Linked DNA regions of Mus musculus: all the other regions are linked to region 1. A link is a contact called in public Hi-C and HiChIP or PLAC-seq data. All regions are on one chromosome and are shown on one strand. The core of a region is the stretch at or near the end of the contact, and the rest is flanking DNA. Distances in the headings are between cores, read along the strand shown. Region 1 holds the start of Prkrip1 (Prkr interacting protein 1 (IL11 inducible)). Region 2 has its middle 16 kb from the start of Mdh2. Region 3 has its middle 18 kb from the start of Cux1. Region 4 overlaps Cux1 (cut-like homeobox 1). Region 5 holds the start of Hspb1 (heat shock protein 1).

What was found. Hi-C and Micro-C count contacts between places; a contact is called where the count stands out from the background. HiChIP or PLAC-seq counts read pairs in DNA pulled down with a chosen protein or histone mark.
Region 2: a Hi-C map of cerebellum shows a contact between it and region 1, with 2.1 times the contacts expected there. The contact joins the enhancer-like site here to the promoter of Prkrip1 in region 1. A contact is called at or near these places in 3 of 39 promoter capture datasets (the 3T3-L1 cell line, pre-B cells and stem cell-derived epiblast-like cells), 1 of 15 datasets of contacts at CTCF or cohesin (embryonic stem cells), 9 of 484 Hi-C or Micro-C datasets (CD8 T cells, the G1E-ER4 cell line, cerebellum and 3 more) and 1 of 115 datasets of contacts at active chromatin or transcription factors (embryonic stem cells).
Region 3: an H3K4me3 HiChIP or PLAC-seq map of pro-B cells shows a contact between it and region 1, with 5 times the contacts expected there. The contact joins the enhancer-like site here to the promoter of Prkrip1 in region 1. A contact is called at or near these places in 3 of 39 promoter capture datasets (the 3T3-L1 cell line, cranial neural crest and erythroid cells), 9 of 484 Hi-C or Micro-C datasets (B cells, the C10 cell line, the N1E-115 cell line and 4 more), 6 of 115 datasets of contacts at active chromatin or transcription factors (bone marrow-derived macrophages, embryonic limb bud, fibro-adipogenic progenitors and 3 more) and 1 of 9 other capture datasets (adipose tissue).
Region 4: an H3K4me3 HiChIP or PLAC-seq map of bone marrow-derived macrophages shows a contact between it and region 1, with 3 times the contacts expected there. The contact joins the enhancer-like site here to the promoter of Prkrip1 in region 1. A contact is called at or near these places in 5 of 39 promoter capture datasets (3T3-L1-derived adipocytes, cranial neural crest, frontonasal cranial neural crest and 2 more), 3 of 115 datasets of contacts at active chromatin or transcription factors (bone marrow-derived macrophages, microglia and stem cell-derived neural progenitor cells) and 1 of 9 other capture datasets (macrophages).
Region 5: a contact with region 1 is called in a Hi-C map of the G1E-ER4 cell line, with 4 times the contacts expected there. The contact joins the promoter of Hspb1 here to the promoter of Prkrip1 in region 1. A contact is called at or near these places in 4 of 39 promoter capture datasets (3T3-L1-derived adipocytes, hippocampal neurons, pre-B cells and 1 more), 1 of 15 datasets of contacts at CTCF or cohesin (embryonic stem cells), 8 of 484 Hi-C or Micro-C datasets (the G1E-ER4 cell line, adipose-derived mesenchymal stem cells, cardiomyocytes and 3 more), 2 of 115 datasets of contacts at active chromatin or transcription factors (embryonic stem cells and large pre-B cells) and 1 of 9 other capture datasets (embryonic stem cells).

The regions. Positions count from the first base shown.
Region 1 is chr5:136,197,527-136,200,344 of GRCm38.p6, reverse strand. It overlaps Prkrip1 (Prkr interacting protein 1 (IL11 inducible)), which reads left to right and starts at 1,391. Exons shown (of 6, transcript NM_025774.3): 1 at 1,391-1,570; 2 at 2,487-2,565. The coding sequence starts at 1,445.
Region 2 is chr5:135,793,013-135,795,830 of GRCm38.p6, reverse strand. No RefSeq gene overlaps it. Among named protein-coding and RNA genes, the nearest start is that of Mdh2, 16 kb to the right of the region's middle. Within about 2 kb of position 1,335, at least 225 of the 459 cell types and tissues checked have an H3K27ac peak or open chromatin away from gene starts, as enhancers often do. A contact at or near this core is called in CD8 T cells, the G1E-ER4 cell line, cerebellum and 4 more, where this site is marked.
Region 3 is chr5:136,583,932-136,586,749 of GRCm38.p6, reverse strand. No RefSeq gene overlaps it. Among named protein-coding and RNA genes, the nearest start is that of Cux1, 18 kb to the right of the region's middle. Within about 2 kb of position 1,414, at least 43 of the 459 cell types and tissues checked have an H3K27ac peak or open chromatin away from gene starts, as enhancers often do. A contact at or near this core is called in adipose-derived mesenchymal stem cells and pro-B cells, where this site is marked.
Region 4 is chr5:136,535,051-136,537,868 of GRCm38.p6, reverse strand. All of the region lies in intron 1 of Cux1 (cut-like homeobox 1), which reads left to right. Among named protein-coding and RNA genes, the nearest start is that of Cux1, 31 kb to the left of the region's middle. Within about 2 kb of position 1,333, at least 15 of the 459 cell types and tissues checked have an H3K27ac peak or open chromatin away from gene starts, as enhancers often do. A contact at or near this core is called in bone marrow-derived macrophages, where this site is marked.
Region 5 is chr5:135,886,526-135,889,343 of GRCm38.p6, reverse strand. Hspb1 (heat shock protein 1) reads right to left here and starts at 1,425. Exons shown (of 3, transcript NM_013560.2): 1 at 910-1,425; 2 at 232-295; 3 at 1-103. The coding sequence starts at 1,285.

The DNA.
Region 1 (2,818 bases), core at 142-2,641:
TGGGAGTAAAGGCGTGTGCCACCACTGCCCGGCCTTCCTTCCAGTTTTAATGAAGCTCCTCTCCAGGTTCCAAAGGGAAGCCTCTTGCTCCCTTTAAGGCCCCACCACGTTCAGAGATCCATATACTGTACTGTCTATTGTTCTCCCTCCATCTCCAGCAACAGTCAGCTTTGAGGCCCTTTCATTCTAATAAGCTTCTTCTAATAAAGGACTTGTTTCAGTTTCCTTGCCTACAAGATGTTACTGTTACCATCTTGGGTTTTTGTTGTTGCTTGTTTTGTTGTTGCTTGTTTTTTTGTTGTTTGTTTTTTGAGACTGGCTTTCTCTGTGTAGTTCTGGCTGTCCTGGAACTCTCTCTCTACAGACCAGGATGGCCTTGAACTCAGGGATCCATCTGCCTGTAACTCCCTGGGTGCTGAGATTACAGGCCTGCACCACCACTGCTGGCTCTTAACATCTTTTACTATAGGGAGCTACTTCAGTGCCTCACGCATGGTCAACAAAACACTCCACCACCAGAAGGCCGCAGTTCCATCATTCTCCATTACTTTCACCTTCAAGTGAAAGACTTGAAGTTAATTCCTCGTCAGGTAGATTGGAATGGCAACTTCCTTTATTCTAAAACAGACTCACATACTCAGGCTCGACTGGTGGCGCTGTACTTTCAGCGTGGCCAAGGAGATCGGGTCTGTCTTAAGAGTTCAGTTACAAAGGAGATTATAAGATTATTATAGGAATCGGGGTGTGAGAGGCTGGCGGATCTCCGAGAGTTCGAAGACAGCCTGGTCTACAAACCAAGTTCCAGGACAGAGATATACAGAGAAACTCTGTGTTGAAAAACAAGACAAACAAACAAAAAAACAAAAAAAAAAAAAAAAAAAAAAAAAAAAAGGAAAGGAAAGGAAGGAAGGAAAAGAGGGAGGGAAGGAGACGATATGGAGAGGGCGGAGAAGGGGAGAGAAGAGGAGGAGGAGGAAGAGAGAGTGGGGTAGGGAGAAAGTAGAATAGATAAAAAAGAAACGGAAAAAAAAGACAAAGCCCAGGAGCGAGCGAAACTGGGAGGGACGTGCCAAGAGTCCCAGAGCAAGCTGTGCGAAGTCCTTGGGGACCTGAGACGTCGCCTGGGGCCAGCCCACTCATCATCACTAAAGGCCGTCTCTTCCTCTCCGGATGTGAGAATCAGGCAGCCCTGATTTGTTTTGAAACAGGAAATGAAATTAAAGTGCTATGATCAAAATAAACCACACTGACCTCGCGTTCATGAATATTCAAGCAAGCTGCTTAGGACTGCCTCGTACCTCCGAGGAGAGAGTGCGCATGCGCCTCAGGAGAGCGCCCCTCCCCCCGGGGGTTTGAGAGTGCGCGTGCGCGGTTGGCGCGCTCTTCTGTCGTCATCAATACGAGCGGCCGCCGGCAGCTTTCGTAAAGGAGTAGGAGAGCGGCTATGGCGAGTCCTGCTGCCGCTTCTGTGAGACCGCCCAGGCCCAAGAAAGAGCCGCAGACGCTGGTCATCCCCAAGAATGCGGCCGAGGAGCAGAAGCTCAAGCTGGAGCGGCTCATGAAGAACCCGGTGAGTGGAAGTGGGCCGAGGCGCAGTCCCTTCACCCCGCCGCCAGACCGAGCAAGGCTACATTCAGTCCCCCTAGAGCAACCCTGGGGCGGAGAGGGCGGCCCCGTGGAGGGAGCCTCGCTCCTGTTCTTGTCCTACAGCGTAGCTGCACGAAGGCGCTGCCCAGCCCTCCACACCCTCCTTTTTCTTAGTTTGCTGTTTGCGGTATCATGGCGTTGCTCGTGCTGTCCACGTTCCGTACCGAATCGGCTTTGTAAGATAGGCAGACCTCGCATCCGGGCTCCTCGCATCCCGGCTCCTCTTACCTTATCTTCCCTACGAGCTGGGATGACAGCCCTGCGCTACTATTCAGTATTGCTTCACAGCCCTTTCTATTTTAATATATGAACCAAAGCGGTGGGAGCTGGGTATGGTGGTGCACACCTGCTATCCCAGCACTCTGGTGGCTGACCCCAGAAGTTTGCTACAAATTCGAGGCGAGCGTGGTCTACGTAGTGAGTTTCAGATCAGCTAGACAGTGAGACCTATCTCAGAAACCAACAAAACCCAGAATCGATGTCTTAGCAAAAGTGTACAACTCCAAATAGCAGCCATTATTAAAGAAGCATTGGACGCCAAATTTGGACCACATCACTCTTTACCTCTTCAATGGGCCTCGTAAAACAGACAGCTCATATCTTTGACTAGAAGAGGTTGGCTCGTCTCTTAGTGACGTAGATTCCAGACTTGTTTAGCGCAGGAGAACTTTGGCCCACGTTAGACCCCATGGTGTAGTGGATGAAGTAAGGCCAGGGCAGCAGAACTACACTCAGTCAGCTCCAGATTTGAGAAGCGTGCTCAGTTGAGATCGTCAAACGGGATGTACCTTCCTCAGCAAGTGTATGTTCATAGATGCTTTTCTGTTTAACTGTTCCAGGACAAAGCAGTTCCAATTCCAGAGAAAATGAATGAATGGGCTCCTCGAGCGCCTCCAGAATTTGTCCGAGATGTCATGGGTAATGTCTCTTATGGGTGTCAGGGGTTTATAGTTTTTGTTTTGTTTTTTTTTTAAAGATTTATTTATTATATGTAAGTACACTGTCGCTGTCTTCAGACACTCCAGAAGAGAGAGTCAGATCTTGTTAAGGATGGTTGTGAGCCACCATGTGGTTGCTGGGATTTGAACTCCGGACCTTTGGAAAAGCAGTCGGGTGCTCTTACCCACTGAGCTATCTCACCAGCCCCGGGTTTATAGTTTTTAAGGGGAAA
Region 2 (2,818 bases), core at 86-2,585, 400 kb after region 1:
TCTTCCTCCCCAGTAGGTCAGCTATCCTGGGGTGACTATTTTCAAGAGGTTCTCCACTTCTGGCATCTGCTTCTGTCTGCCCTGCAGTGACCCCAGTTAGATGGCATAACAGAATGAAGAGGGTCAAGAGAGAATGTGATCTAGTCAACTGGCTAGGATCCCCTTGTGTTAGAGAAAAGGAGACAACAGTTCTCTCTCTCTCTCTCTCTCTCTCTCTCTCTCTCTCTCTCTCTCTCTCTCTCGGTCAGATTTGTCATTTTTATGTATATGTCTACCTGCACAGTCTTTTGTTTTGGTTTTTAAAATATTTATTTATTTGCTTTATGTACGAGTTCTCAGCTTTCAGACACACCAGAGGAGGGCATCGGATTCCATTACAGACGGTTGTGAGCCACCGTGTGGTTGCTGGGATTTGAACTCAGGACCTCTGGAAGAGCAACCAGTCATCTTAACCACTGAGCCATCTCTGAGTCCCCTACCTGTGCAGATTTATGTGCAGCACCTGAGTGCAGGAGTCCCCAGAGCCTGGAAGAGGCCGTTGGATCCTCTGGAACAGTCCACACCTGAGTGCTAGAAACTGGACTCAGGTCCTCCGGAAGAGCAATAAGCCTCTTACTGGGAGCTAACAATAGCCTTTTAAAGTAGGTTCAGGCGATCTATCCTGAGCCCAGAATACAGGCCCCAGGCCAGGTCTCTGGCCTCAGATGTCTGCAGAAACTGCAGGGCAGACCTGGGCCTGTCCCCACTCCTGTCCCCTAGGTAGCTTTCTTCTACACTGGGTTTGAATATCAGCCTCCTTTCTCCTTGGATATCAGCATTGTCCTTGTCCAGTGTCCAGAGCGTTGGAGGCAGGAAAAGCCCATAGACAGTCTGGCCACTCCCTCAAACCTACAGAGACTCAGAGCTTTGCTTTCCGACCTAGGGGCGTCTTTCCTTGGCCCTCCCTTTATTGTTTGCTCTTACTCTGGCGGCTGGCGACTGTCCCCTCCCTTCTGCCTGGATGAGACAAGACCAGACAGCACGGCTAGCCTGATTTGGCTCTGGAATGCTAATCTCACTCCCGAGTGACCTAGTCTGCCTGGAAACTATGCACAGCATCGGCCTCTCGCCCCCTCTTCTGGCCACAGAGGGAACTGCAGAGTCTGGGCCCGGAAGCCTGGACACCACAGCGAACTCACGAAAACTCACTAAATTGCTCTCCTTTTCATTTTCCAATGCGACCGTGGTTCCTTCCCCTGACCCCAGCAATCTTCTACAATCCATTTGTTCTCATTCGGGTCCCCCACTGCCTCGAAGCTGCTAAGGACTGCCTCTCATAATGGCTTGCATAATGAGCACATTAACACTCCAATCACCACCCTCGCCTTGCTTTGCTAGTCAGGAAACAGGAGGTGGTCAGGGAGGGAGTTAACTGGATGGACATTCTACAAGAACAGTACTAGCTTTTAGCTGCTAAGTCATCCCTCCAGCTCTTCCTGGTCTTCCACTGACCCCAGAGCTCCCTGATTGGCTAGCCTGGCTGGCCAGCAAGTGCCAGGAATCCTCCTGTCTCCGTTCTACCTCCAATTTCCTCAGTGCTGTGGTTACATGTGCATAATGCCACACCTGGCTTTTTCTGTGTGCTCTTCGTCTGTGTTTAAGTACTAGGTATTTCCCCCACTGAGCATCTCCCCAGTGGCGCTGAGAGGGAGTGGAAATGGGGCTGAGAAGTGAGTTGGCCCTTCCCAAGCTGCTTACAGCCACCCCGTTGACTCTCAGGCTCTCTGTTGTGTTCTTGCATCGTGGAGTGCCGGCCTTTGGCTAGGAGTCTCTTGGCACTTTCCCGGAATGTAGTCTAGAGCCCACTTCGCATGCAAAGAGGATCTTTCTCATTGGACTGAAGCAGCTTCAGTCTGTGGCCTAACACCAAATTGTGAAGTTATTTAAAACATCGAGTCATCTCCCTCTTTTGTTAGATTTATATTTGTGTGCACGTGTGTTCAGGTGTGTTTGTCTGTGTGTGCACTTGTGTGTGGAGGTCAGAGGTCAACTTCAGGTGTTCCTCAGAACATCCAGTCTGTCCATCTTGGTTTTGAGACAGTCTGTCTCATGGGCCTGCCACTCAGTGATGTGACCAGGTTGCCTGGCCAGTGAGTCCTGGGGGTTCAAACTCACGGCCTTGTGCTTATGAAGAACATGTCCTCTACCAGGGAACTGTCGACCTTATGCAATGTTTTCCTTACTAGATTGTGGGACTTTTGATGAGGAACCTTGTAGCTGGCAAGGCCTTAATCTCAGGCTCAGAAGTTTGGACACACTTGCTCCTTCGCTGCCTGAAATGCTAGCCCAGCACTCTCCTGTGTGAGCAGGCTGCCAAGGAAGACTGGAGATCCCTGCTCTGCCTAGACATCTGGGGGTGTCTTTTCTGGAGCCTTGGGGTCCCAGCCCTTCACCTTCATTTCTCCTGCTAGTTCTGAGACCAGAGCTGTCAGGCGAGACCTGACAGGCAGGAGCCAACACCAATGTGGCAGTGGGACCTGAGATCCCAGCGCTCAGAAGGATTTTTCACCTTAAGCGGGATTTTGTATTACCTTAAACATAGTGAGACTGTCAAAAAAGCATGTAGCCAGAGGACATAAAGGTCATTGCTTTCCTACTTTCACTCTTGCCATGGAGTTTTTGCTGGGTGGTATGTGTTTATGTGGTGATGCTTCGTGGCTGGTTTCTTTTCTCTTCCTCTTTAGGTTGAGACAATGTTTCTATATGTAGCCCTGGTTGTCCTGGAACTATGTAGACCAGGCTGGCCTCCAGCTCAGAGATCTGCCTGCCTCTGACTCCT
Region 3 (2,818 bases), core at 165-2,664, 390 kb before region 1:
AAGATGCTTGTCTCGGTGCAAAGTTCCCCCCTGCCCAGCAGAGTGCTTCATTATGAAGACAATCCCTCATTCTAGAATGTTCTTCTGTCCCTCAAAGACTTGCTGTTAACTTATTTTTAAGGCTGTAAATTATTTACATCAGAAGCAAAGAAACTCTTCGCCAGACAGAAATGATGACACCCGTGTGCTGGTTTATGCTTTATCTTTTGTATATTGCATTCTGAGCATCTTTTTAAACCCAAGCAAGCTGTAAGGATTTATAATTAATAAGTATTCAAAAGTGAGCCAGGTGCTCTGGGAGCTGAGGCAGGAGGATCTCCAGTTTGAGGACAGTATGGGCTACAGAGTGAGTTTCAGATTGGTCGAGGTAATATGTAGTGTGAGACCTTACCTTTGGAGAGTAAAGGTGCTTACTCACAACCCCTGACCACCTGGGTTTGGTCTCTGGAACATATATAGTCCTTTGACCTCCAAACACCCACTGTGGCACAAGCATGGACATATAGACATTCATATACATACACAAACACATATCCATTCACTCACTAAATAAGTGAAAAGGAAATTAAAACAATTTAAGAATAATAATTTAAAAAAGAATTCAAAGTGCGCCTCAGCTAACAGTGAGACTCTGCCTCTAAACATCAAATAAATTAATAAATAATAAATAAACATACTAATAAACAAACAAAGTGAGATCTGTATTTGAATGGGAAGAACCAGTCTTTTCATGTGCTGGCCACCTCACAGACACTGGACGTACGTATTCTTATTATCCAATCTATGTGCATATGACAAGTGTGATTTCTCCCATTTTACAGATGAGGGCAAGAGAGACTTGGCAAGTCAGTCTGTCAGAAGCCACATATTTTGCCACATCATTTGGATTCTTTCTTACTAATTTTTGTTGCTGTGGCAATAATTGTCTATTATAATTTCCAATATTGTTGCTGACATCGAAGTTTACAGACATGATTTGGTTGCTGTTGGATCACTAGCAAGTTTAGTACCTGATGTGAGCCATGATGTAAGTTTGTTCTTCCAAACTTAGCACCTAGTTTCATCCTTGATACCTGTTGGAGATACTGGGCTTTTGTTTGTTTTGTAGTACCGAAGGTGAAATGGGGTCTCACATCTGTAAGCAAACCCTCTACAACTTTGTCATATCCCCAGCCCCTCACTGGGTGTTCTAGGAAGGGGATCTACCACTGAGCCACGCCCCCAGCCCCTCTCTGGGGGATTCTAGGCAGATGCTCTACCACTGAGCCACGCCCCCAGCCCCCTCCCTGGGGGATTCTAGGCAGGGGCTCTACCACTGAGCCACGCCCCAGTCCCTCACTGGAGGATTCTAGGCAGGCACTGAACCATGCCCCGAACTCCTTTTGAAATTTATATTTAAATACAAAGGTTTCATAAAAATTTTCCGGGCTATCTTTGCGTTTACTCTGTAGTCCAGGTCGTCCTTGGGGTTGCTATTCTGTTAGCCTCTTGAGTACATAGAATGACAAGACTTTGCCACTAGGCCTGTCTTTATCATGTATGAATGGATGGCTTGCCAGGGAAGCTTAACCTCCCAGGCTAGAGCTTGCTGGCTAGACAGCTAGCCGGGAGGAGGCAGGAAGTTCCCGTCTGATTTCCACAGTGTTTTTGAAGTGCCGGCTGTCCTTTGGAGCTGCTTGCCTCCTGGATGGTTGTTGCAATCTTGGCCTCGGGACACAAAACAAGGAGCACTCAGTTGCCTGGTGGGATGTGAGGTGGTAGGTGGGAAGACTGGTTTATTAGGCTTCTGGGTCTTTGGACTTGGAGCAGCTTTGGTGAATCACTGGACCTCTGGGGAGTTGGGGAGGTGAGAGTCCAGAGGCTTAGGAATCTGGGAAAGACAAGTCCATTGCCATGGTTACAGCCAAGCCCAGTGCACCAAAGGGTGTGTGTATGGAGGAGGAGTCAGGACAAGACACTTCTGCTCAAACAAGGAGGGGAGGTTGTCCAGGAAGTCCACTTGAACCTCTGTGATTTACTCTTAACTTACAGGATATTAAAGGGACCTTGACTCAGAGCCCTCTAGCCAGACTGAAAACTACCTATGACCTGAAAAGGCTTTTTCATGAGTGACAAAACTAGCTTACCAGCAGTTTCCCCTGAGGTCAAAAAAGCTGCAGGCTTCTGTTGATTTCATCACCATCCATGAAGGCAGGTGTGTGCGGTCACTTCAGGCCTCTCTGCTCCTTCTTTGTGAGTGGATTGAGAGAGGTGAGAATAGGCAAGAGCCCTGTTCTCATCTAGGAGGCATCTTTTTCTTTTGTCTTCTTCTTCTTTTTTTTTTTTAATTAGGTATTTTCCTCATTTACATTTCCAATGCTATCCCAAAAGTCCCCCATACCCACCCCACCCCCACCCCCTTTTGTCTTCTTAATGTTACTCAGGATGGAACCTAGGGCCGCCCATACAGGATAAGCAAGCATTCTTCCACACACCAGAGAACTATAGGCAGGAGCTCTACCACTGAGCCACGCCCCCAGTCCCTCCCTGGGGGATTCTAGGCAGGTGCTCTACCACTGAGCCACGTCCCCAGCCCCTCCCTGGAGGATTCTAGGCAGGGGCTCTACCACTGAGCCACACCCTACCACTGAACCAGACCCTCAGCCCCATCACTGGGGAAGGGGTTCTAGGCAGGAGAGTGGAGAGTCCTAGACCAGCCTAGGCTATCTCACAAGACCTTGTCTCAAAACACAAAAGTCTGAGCTATGACTATTGTAAGACACATTTGGCCTAGTGAACAAAATTAATTGTTGCTATGACAAAAATTAGGCACAATTAG
Region 4 (2,818 bases), core at 84-2,583, 340 kb before region 1:
AACAGAAGGCAGAATTAATACTTTTCCATGTGGTCGCCATAGTCATCACAGCTGGAATTGTTCAAGGAACAAAAGCTACACATCAGTCTCTCCCACCTTCAATATCCTACCTCTTGAAAGCATTTCATTTTAAATTAAAAAATATCTATAAATATTTCTTTTGTGTATATTTCCCAGCTCAGCCCTCAATCCTCTTCAAGTAGCAAGAAGTTTAAGATTTGCCGGGCGTGGTGGTGTAAGCCTTTAATCCCAGCACTCGGGAGGCAGAGGCAGGTGGATTTCTGAGTTCGAGGCCAGCCTGGTCTACAAAGTGAGTTCCAGGACAGCCAGGGCTACACAGAGAAACCCTGTCTCAAAAAAAAAAAAAAAAAAAAAAAAAAAAAAAAAAAAAAGCCAACAAGAAAAAGAATTTTAATTCTTATGTGCCTGCCTGCTTGTGTGCATGGCTGTGGAAGCCAGAAGCATCAGATTCCTGGAAACTGGAGTTACAGGTAGTTGTGAACTCTCTGGAGTGGGTTCTAGGGCGCAGGAGCAGTATGTGCTCTTATCTGCTGATCCATCTTGCCAGCCTTATATCCCAGGGTCACTTTAAACTTTCTGTTATAGTTCTGGATGACTTAGAACCTCACATTTTCCTCCTTCACTTCCCAAGTGCTGGGACTTCCATGCCCGGCTTGTTCCGGGAAGGCGATTGGACCAAGGGTTTTATGTATGCTAGATAAATACTCCACCAACTGAGCTCCAAACCTGTTCTGAACTCAGGGCTTAAAAGTATTCTATCCTGAAGTCTGGTGGATGTGAAAAATGAGGTGGCTTTCCTAGGACAATGACCAGAGGAGGAATTTCATCACTACAGCTGAGAGACTTTCAGGGTACAGGCTCCTGGTAAGGACAGACAGCAGCCAATCTGTTTCCTGCAGCCCAAGAGGGAGGGCTTCCTCCTTTGGGTAGTGACTTTCAGTGCTTCCCTTTAGGCTAAAATCACCTGAGCCTCTGATTCTGGTGTCCCCAGTGCTAGCCTGCGCTGTTGTACCACAGCCTTACACAGGCCGAAGCCTCCTGCAGACTCCCGCGGGTGCTTCAGACTTTCCTTTCACTCTGGGTCTCTGAGCATCTTTAAACTAACACTGCCTTCTTGATGCTCAATTTCTGCTGCACTCCCTTCTTGGCCTCGGCCTCCCTGACCACTTCAAGATCTCCTCCTATTCTGTTGCTTGCTGCCTGCTCCTACACACTTTGCCATGTGCAGATCTTGCAGAGACTTCTCTGTCCTGACCTCACTGAAGCACCCTTACTCTATCGTTTTTTCAGACTCAGAAGTCCTGCCCAGCTCAAAGTTCATCTCTGTCTAGATGAAGCTCCTTGGATCAGGCAGCAGATGGAGTCAGGCCTCTGGGTGCCTGAGCCGTGTGTGTGTGTGTGTGTGTGTGTGTGTGTGTGTGTGTGTGTGTGTGTGCGTGATTGTGTAGAGGTGAAAGGGATGTCACTGATTTCTTCCTTCAGGGCCCAAATGTGTGTGTGTGTCCTTTGTCTACCTTTCACCCTCAGAGGATGCTTCAGCCCAGAAAGGCCTTTCCTGCTTTTCCATAACTTTGGGAATAGTAGGGGCTAGCATGAAAAGTGAGGGTGGCTGGCCTCTGACACCAGCACAGGGAGCTTTGGATCTGGCAGATGGGGTTTAACCCTTGAGACTGAAGTCCAAAGTTGGGGGACTGAGGATCTAGGCCAGCCTGGTTTACATAGTGAGACCTTGTTCCCAGTGTACCCTAAACAACAACAACTTGGAATAATTATCTTTCCGTAAATGAGTCAGGGAAGGACAGAACTGGTCTGACTTGGGTGAGGTTGTCACTTCCAATTGAGTGAATTTAGCTATGAGTGACTTTGAGCAAAGTTGTGCAAAGTCTCATTCCTTTGCATAAATGCAAAGAGGGTCCACCCTTTTTTTTCTTACAGCTTCCCTCTAGAGGTTTGTGGAAGTTAGCTTTATCATACTCATTTTAAAAACTTTTTTTGTTTTTTTTTATTCAGGGAATGAAACCCAGAACCTGTGTGTGCATGCTAGGCAAAAACTCTTATCACTAAGCCACACCCCCAGGCCCTCACTGTGGACCCCTGCCTCTGAGTGTGTCCCAAGTCCTGTTCCCAAGGTAGCAGTTGTGATTTTCCCAGGCCAGCTAATAAAGTACCAATGCTGGAGGGACTGGGAACCAGACAGGGCCTTCTTTCGTGGAAAGGGGACTGAAATGCAGTTGAATCTGTTGGCTCCTATTTGTTTTCTTTGGAGAATGTGATTCCCTCATACCCAGTTGTCTTCCATGGACATGTAGCCACTCTGTGCCAGCAGTGTTTAAAGGAGCTGAATACTCTCACATTAGAGCCACCAAGGGGTGCCTTCTGGATGGCCCTGAAGCCATCACACTGTGAGAGTGCAAGGGCAGGTCCAAGACCTCAGATGGACATATGAAATCTGAGGACAGGTGTAGCCCTGCCTTTGTGCCTCAGAGAGAATACTGTCTCAGCTTTTACTGAGGAGGGGGTGCATCAGGGAGCCTGCCTGAGCAATTCAGTGCCTGTGTCTCTTGAAGGATGAGACTAGTACAGCCAACACAGGCAAGAAGTGGTCACAGGTCTTTTGTTTTCTCGTTTCCAGGGAATGGAGGGGATTCTGAGTGAGAGGGTGATGTCTCTCTGTGCTGGTTGTCTTTCCTTAGATTCCTTCTTAGATGTCTCTGCTTAGATTCCTCCTTTTTGGAGAACATCCCTACCCCCCTGTGAGATAGTTAGCATCCTTCTACATTCTTCTATCTCTCCGCTT
Region 5 (2,818 bases), core at 176-2,675, 310 kb after region 1:
CGCTGACTGCGTGACTGCTTTGGGCAACGGAGCCTCCACGGTAAGTGTGCCCTCAGGGGATAGGGAAGAGGACACTAGGGTGGGGTCCACACCTGGAGGGAGCCTGGACACACAGAAAATCAGGGCAAGGGTTACACATCCCTCCTGACCCGGGGCTCTTCGCCCTCCGCCCTGGGTCCGCTCCCCCTCCCCCCCACCTCCCCGCCCTCCATGCAAGGAATCAGAACTCACGTGTATTTCCGGGTGAAGCACCGAGAGATGTAGCCATGTTCGTCCTGCCTTTCTTCGTGCTTGCCTGTGGGTGGGGACAGAAGGTCAGAAGCAGCCCTCTGCTGTCCTAGCTAAGGAGTGGCTGGGACCCCCCAGGGAGGCAAACAAACCCGAGTGCGGCGGGGTGCCTGACTGTCTGGAATCTTAAAACTTTCCAGAAACTTCCCTTCTGAGATTTGGGATGCGAAGGGCTTGGCTCTGACCCAGACTTGGATACCAGGGTAGGTATACTCAAAGCCTCTGCGGCTGGGTCTAGGGACCCTGATCCTGCCGCTTGCTTATTTGGGAATGAGGTCTTCCAGAAGGTGTGTTGGGTCTTCCTTCATTTTGTTTCTGTGCTGCGGGTGGAACGCAAAGCCTCAAGGCCTCCCGGCAGGCCAGGCGAAGCTCTACCCTGAGCTACATCCCCAGCTGTTGGTCCATATCATCGAAGATGACAGAGCTTTTAAGAGCAACCTGCACCCCGCGTTCCGGGGCAAGAGAAGCAGGCAAAGGAGAATGATGCGGGCTCCGGGTCCCTAGGTTCATTTCTAACTTCTCAGGGTTCTATTCCTCAGGGTTTCAGCCCCCACCCTCAGCCCCCCAGCCACCACTCTCGCCTCGGCAGCTTCGTCCCCTCTGGGCACAAGGGAAACTCACCAGTGATCTCCACCACGCCTTCCTTGGTCTTCACTGTGAGCTCCTCCGGAGCGAAGTGGTTGACGTCCAGGGACACGCGCCAGCGATCAGCCGTCTGTCGGATCTCCGAGACCCCGCTGCTGAGCTGTCGGTTGAGCGCTCGGCTGAAGGCTGGTGCGGCCAGGGTCACCGCCGCGGGGCCCTCGGCGGTCGCGGCGGGCAGCGGGCGCACGTATCCGGGCCACCCAGCGGCGCTGAACCACTGCGACCACTCATCGGGCAACCGGGGCACCCCGAAAGCTTGATCGAAGAGGCGGCTGTGTGCAGGGTACCAGTCCCGGAATGGTTCCCAGCTCGGGCTCCGCAGCAGCGAGAAGGGCACGCGGCGCTCGGTCATGTTCTTGGCTGGTCAAGGCTGAGGATCTAGAAGCACTGGGCTGAGGATCCGAGAAGTGCCGGACTGGAGCCCCAGCGTGCTTTTATGTGTGCCCAGCCGGGTATTTTTAGCAGGCGGTGCTTCAGGTCTCTATTAATGGCAATGACCGTCTCAGGGGCCGCCCCTCGCCGCCCCTCCCCTCTGCATTCCTCCCCCTAAGCTTGCAAAGGGGGCGGGCAGGCGGGGCCAGGAAGGTTCTGCCCCCATCTGGAAACTTCTCTTGTTGAAGAAAACAAATGACGGCGTAATACCGGTAGCTGGAGCGATTCCCACTGTCGGGTTTAGGACACTGCTGGCTGAAGGGCGGTGGCCTGGGGCCAGCCCCATTTTTTATTGAGAATAACCAGGAGAGGTTAGGTCTTTTGTGTCGCAACTGGGAAGCAACTGAACCTGGTCTGAACCAGAAGGAGGCCCGTGGGAACACACATGTCATGGCACACCTGTGGAGGTCTCATGACACCGGCAAGATAGCTGTCTTCTATAGTGTATCTCCTGGGGAGCAAAGGCTTCGTGGCAGGCGCCTTAGTGTTCACTGAGTATCTTTCTGACCCAGAAACTGACTTTCTTTCTTCTTTCTCTCTTTCTCTCTCCTCTCTCCTCTCTCTCTCTCTCTCTCTCTCTCTCTCTCTCTCTCTCTGAAGTAGGATTTTTCTTTTTTTATTTTGATGCTTTTTTTTTGTTTTGTTTTGCTTTGCTTTTTTTTTTTTTTTTTTTTTTTTTTTTCTGAAGACAATGTTTCTCTGCATAGCCCTGGTTGTCCTGGAACTCACTTTGTAGACCAGGCTGGCCTCGAATTCAGAAACCCGCCTGCCTCTGCCTCCCAAGTGCTGGGATTAAAGGTGTGCATCACCACCGCTGGGCTATTTGATGCTTTTTTTTTTTTTTTTTTTTTTGGTTTTTCGAGACAGGGTTTCTCTGTATAGCCCTGGCTGTCCTGGAATTCACTTTGTAGACCAGGCTGGCCTCGAACTCAGAAATCCACCTGCCCGTGCCTCCGGAGTGCTGGGATTAAAGGCGTGCCCCACCACACCCGGCCGCTTTTTTTTTTTATTATATATATATATATATATATATATATATATATATATATATATATAATGTGTATCAGTGTTTTGCCTACATGAATGTCTGTGTGAGAGTGTTAGATCTTGAGTTACAGAGAGTATCAGAAATTGGAATGCCAGGTGGGTGCTAGAATTTGAACCTGGATACTTGTACTGGCTGGTTTAGTGTCAAATTGATACAAGCTGGAGTTATCACAGAGAAAGGAGCCTCCTTTGAGGAAATACCTCCATGAGATCCAGCTATAAGGCATTTTCTCAATTAGAGATCGGGGGGGGGGGGGCATTGTGGGTGGAGCCATTCTTGGGCTGGTAGTCTTGGTTCTATAAGAGAGCAAGCTGGGCCAGGTGGTGGTGGTGCACGACTTTAATCCCAGCACTTGGGAGGCAGAGGCAGGTGGGTTTCTGAGTTCGAGGCCAGCCTGGTCTACAG